Linked DNA regions of Gossypium hirsutum: region 1 is linked to region 2. A link is a contact called in public Hi-C data. All regions are on one chromosome and are shown on one strand. Each heading gives the region's core, a stretch centred on a gene start, on an enhancer-like site or on the middle of the called end of the contact. The rest is flanking DNA. Distances are from core to core; before and after follow the strand shown.

Region 1 (2,700 bases), core at 39-2,538, 230 kb after region 2:
GTCACAAGTTGAAGTATAATTAAGGCTCTTAGTTGATAGTGGTTATGCAGTCAAGGGTTGGAGTATAACTTGAGATCCAATTGATAGTGGTTTTACGATCACGGTTCGAGTTTCGTGATACTCGAAAAGGATCCTTTATAAACCCGGTAAATAAGTTTGAGATCATAATCATAGGGAAAACTAAGGAGCTTTTCAGTATGATTAACTTATTCTTTTTCTCCATCTCCAACAAAGACAATATCGTCAACCTCTCTTTTATCCGAAATTGGTGATCGAGTTGGATGCAAAAGGACCCTCAAGGGGGAGTGACTGTAGCAGATGAGAAAAGTTGAAGGTCCTTTCGGGTCGATAGCTATTGTTGTGATTAAATAACTTATTAATAACTACAACTGTTGCCACCTCGACTCAAGTTTTAGCTTCTTTCCACCGCCACCATCGCTCGCCTCCTAAGAGTTCTCTTGCATCCAACTTTGTCGTAGGTTTCGGACAATAGGGAGGTTAAGGATACTATTTTTTGTGGAGATGAAGAAAAATATTAAATTGGTTATACTGGAAAACCCCATAATTTTTCCTTATTATTATTGTCTCAACTTTATGTATGGAGTTTATAAAGTATTCTCTTCCGGTATTATGAAACTTGAACACGTGACCACATAACCACTGTCAACTGGGCTCTTGAGTTATACTCTAACCCGTGACTGCATAACCACTGCCAAATGGGCACTCGAGTTATACTCTAATCCGTGACCGCAGAACCATCGTCAACTAGAAGCCCTAGTTAATTTCAACACGTGACCCTATAAACATCGTGAACTCGGAGCTTGATTTGCAATGTGATGGGCTTCTAAGGTAATGGTTCCATCCCGACATGACAGATGAAATGTGTGGGTCTCCGATCTCTATCATATCATCGTGAACTCAAATATACCTTAGAAATATCATAATGTCTACTTCAAATATAAACACAAATAAATCTCACCCCCAACTTTCCAACACATATACAATTTAAGAGAGAGAAATAAAAAACACGTCTAGCAAGGCACACTTTTAGCCACCATAGTATAAAACGTGTATTGCTAGAGGCATTTTCTATTCCTTTCTCTAACTATGACCGATTTCCTTAAAAATCACTAAAATTGGAAAAGTAAAAGTTAAAGGTTTGTTTGTCCTTAAATCAATTTGGATTTTTAACTACCAATTGAGATAAGAATGTAAATCTATGCGACAGGAAAAGGTCAAAAATAAGAGTATATATGTATGGATTTAAAAGAAAATCCAAAAATGATGTCAAAACTATCCACAAAGGATCGGGTACAGAAATCAGGTTCACACGGGTCCCACCACGACTTCCTTTTTTCTAGTTTCTTCCTACTCTTTCCCACTCTCGTCTCCTTCCCCTTTTCTTCGTCTCGAAGGTAAACTAAGAGAAAGAAACTAATAAAACCTCTAAAAATCACTATTAAATCGAAAAAGAAAATCCCTAAACGATGCAAGAAGCAGAGCTTCACGATTTATCAGACGATGCCGATTACGCAGCGTCTCAACAACAAGTAAGCAAAAAATGAATATCGCTTTCTATGTTTTTCCTTTTATTCCCTTTTCTTCCCCTAAGTTTTCTTTAATTGAATTGCTTTTAATCATTCTTTCTGCTCGATTCCCTCTCCTAATTATTTGTTATTTGTATCAGATTCCTTGAATTTAATTCCCTCTTTCTTCTTTTATTTTCTTTATCTTTTTAGGGATCAGCGAGTATAATGCGGTGCGACAGTGGGAAAAAAAGCTCGTCAAGTGAACCCGAGGGAGCCCAGATTGTTTATTTGAAGGATAATGTTACAATTCATCCTACTCAGTTGGCCTCTGAACGGATTAGTGGAAGATTGAAGTTAATTAAGCAAGGCTCTTCTCTCTTCATGGTAATTAGTTGCACTTTGTTTACATATATGTATAGTTGCTGTTAGCCTTACCTGGTTATCAGAATTAAAGAAAAAAAATCAACTATTTATGTAATCATTAATGAATTGCTGAAATAATTTTTTACCATTTAACTATTAGACCCCCCCCCCAAAAAAAACAGAAAAAAAAAGAAAACCTGATTATGTGACATGGTTTGAGTGGAAAGTATATATTATGAAGTGTTTCATACGATCCTTTATTACCTAATTTGTGCCAGTTAGTTCATGGATAGGATAAAAGTCAAGGGAGGCAAATAGGATGTACAAAAGTATTGTGGCAAATATAATTTTTGTTTGTGTTATCTACGCATGAAATAAATGTTCTATTATTGCATTTGATTGTAGACATGGATTCCATACAAAGGACAAAGTACAAATGCAAGACTATCTGAGAAAGGTTTTCAGCTTCAGACTTGTGATTTGAATGTATTTTATGTACTTATCAATTCATAAGGCATGTATAGATTATATGATTTGCTGAAACTTTTCTTGCATGCATGCTTTTATTATGCAGATAGGAATCTTTATACCATTAGGGCAGTGCCATTTGCTGATGTCAGATCCATCCAGAGACACACTCCAGTTCTTGGGTGGCAGTACATTATTGTTGTTCTGTCATTTGGTAAGGAAACTTCAGACTGTACTGCTTTTACGATGTTCGATTGTCTTCAAGCGAATTTTCATCCTCCTGTGAGGGACAAAAATAAGAAAATAAGTATTAAAAATGAAAACTATTTCATATATTTAA
Region 2 (2,700 bases), core at 22-2,521:
CTTCATTCATGATCGTGCTAATGGTATTCTCAACAAAGGAACTCAAAATTTCCTATATAGTCTAACCAATAATTAACAAATAAAAAAAACTTCCTATAAACCTTTTTCAAATCATCATCTTTTGCATTCTTGTCAATTTGAAAAATCATGTAACAATATGCACTCATCTCTTAGCGTAAAATTTATCTTCATTTAATTTGTTTGCAATTTATTTAGAGTAAGATGTGAATTTTTTGTGCTTTCAATTTTTCTAACTTGAATTTTAGATTTTTTTATTTTTGTAATATTTTTAATTTTGTAGAGACATAATTTTATAATTTTTATATTTTAAAAAATTATATTATTTTTATATAATTTCTTTTAAATTTTTAAATATTTTAAAAAATAAAATATGACATCATCAGTGCCATGTGTCACAACTTAAGAGTGTCAAGTATCCTATATTTAACACCGTTATAAAAAACTACCAAAACCCTTGATGGAAAGAAAATTTGGATACCAACTTGGGACCAAAAAAATCATAAGTACCAACTTGGGAGAAGGTGTCAAGTTTGAGGGCTAAATTCATATTAGTGCCTTATAATTACAATTAAACATAAACATATATAATATTATTTATATTTAATTATATGTGTTTGAGGATCAAATTGATAGAATGTGTAAGTATTGAAGACTAAGAGTGACCAAAATAGAAACGACCTGAAACGTTAGTGACTAAATTGTGAAATTTTATAATTAGGTGGCCAAAATAGAAACACGCTAATAGTTGCGTGACTAATTCTATAGTTTACCCTGGAAATGGGTATTCATTTATTTATAAATATTTTTTTTATAATTTGTATGTATTTGTATAATTTTTTTATAATTTTTCATGTAATTTTATAAAATATTGTATTTTAAAAAAATGAAGATTTATATATCTTTTTAAATTTTTTTAAGGTTATAATTTTAAATTTTGAATTTTGAATTTTTATAATCAATATTACATCGACAAAAGGTGTGAAGTTAAGGGTTAAATTTTTAAAAGTAGGATCAAATTGATAGAATCTGTAAATTTAAAGGATTAAATTTATTATTTATTCCAAAAAAAATCATTTGTTAATGATTTAACTCAGGGGTAACTGAAATTAATTTTTTTGGATCTGAGTGACCAAAACAGAAACAAGTTAATAATTGGGTGATTATTTGTGCAGTTTGCCCAATGTAATAATGTATCATACGTGTTTGCGTTACGTTACTGCGCTTTAGACATTTGGTGAGCAAGGCGGTAACCTTAACATTCCTTTTTCAAACCCTAATCTGTAGGGATAAAAAATCATTGATCAAATCCAATTCAAACCACACTAAGCGCACTGTTCAACTTCACATGTTCCTCAGTTCCTTTTTTATTGAAAAATTGAACCATCCTCTTTCATTTTCTCGGTCATTTGTTCGGATAAAATCCGTTTCTTTCTCTTGTATGAATTTGTTGTCACTGAACAGAAACAGTGTGTGAATATTGGAAATCTGGGAATCACTCCAAATTATGGATTAGGGGATAAATCGGCTCAACGGGCTTCGAGAAGTATGGAAAATCAAGTGCAATTGTAGTCATAAGTTCCCGGTTTGAAACCAACCAGTCAGTCTACTTGAATTTTGTTTTAGACAGTAGATGTTATCTTCGTAGCAGTAGAAATGGGGGAAAAGGAAGGATCTGGTTCTGGGAATTTGAAGTTGTCTCGGCCTACAGTTGCTGAGAAATTCTGGGATGGCTCCCTTAAGCTTAATTCTTCTGTAACTGTGTCGGTCGTTGCCTTCTTCAAAAGGTTATTCAGCTATTTCTTTTTTATACTTGTCATTTTTCTCTTCCGAGAACAATTCTGTTTTAGTATCAGAGATATTCAGTCCTTTTGTTCATGATTTTTCATTCAATGAAGATGAAATTATATGGGTTTTGTTTTGCATGTAATTGCTCTTAAATAGTTAAAAGTTCTGGTTCAAGAATTATTTGGAAAAGATAATTTGAATTTTATATTTGCAAAGCCATCAACTAAAAACTTTTATCATATTTTATTAGGTTGTAAGAAATCAAATATGTCACTGATAGAACAAGTCAGCTCAAGAAAAATGGCAACTTGGGACCAAATAATTGGTGTATCACCTGCTGATTTCTCTTTGTATAAAATGGCTTATAGTACAGTAGTCAAAGAGAACTTTGTTTCAAGAATTTCTGATTGACTACCTAAAGTAAAAACAGAACAACAATTAATCAAATTAATAAGAGATGTGTTGATGCTTGCAATGCTAAATTTGGACAGGGGAATGAGATCATTTAACAATTCCAGTAGAATTTTCATTGGCAATCTCACATCATTACTGCTCACCTAGATATGGACATGAAACTGAAATGGATTTTGGTCCAATAACCAACATAGACCTTTGTTTAAAGCCGGCAATAGACGATCATCAACTCTATTCAGTGCATATTGAAAACTTGAATGAGCAAATTAACTGACATACATTAAATTAAGTGACCCAGGAATTGTGGTCTAAACCTTGGAATGTGCGACTGATCAACGTCTCCCCATCTCCTGCAACTACCTTATGTAAAGAGAGAGTTAGCTGATAGTCCTTGTGGGAGCCTTGTCCCTAGCCATTCTGATTGACTGTACTTATTCCTATACCTTCTGGCTTTCTGCAATGCTGGGAATTTTTTAGTTT

Evidence for each region. Hi-C and Micro-C count contacts between places; a contact is called where the count stands out from the background.
Region 1: a contact with region 2 is called in a Hi-C map of leaf, with 2.1 times the contacts expected there. The contact joins the promoter of LOC107901321 here to the promoter of LOC107899994 in region 2. A contact is called at or near these places in 5 of 34 Hi-C or Micro-C datasets (hypocotyl, leaf, petal and 1 more).

What each region holds. Positions count from the first base shown.
Region 1 is chrD06:8,424,000-8,426,699 of Gossypium_hirsutum_v2.1, forward strand. LOC107901321 (TBC1 domain family member 17) reads left to right here and starts at 1,289. Exons shown (of 15, transcript XM_016827269.2): 1 at 1,289-1,550; 2 at 1,740-1,913; 3 at 2,298-2,349; 4 at 2,467-2,574. The coding sequence starts at 1,488.
Region 2 is chrD06:8,192,845-8,195,544 of Gossypium_hirsutum_v2.1, forward strand. It overlaps LOC107899994, which reads left to right and starts at 1,272. Exons shown (of 5, transcript XM_016825725.2): 1 at 1,272-1,805. The coding sequence starts at 1,675.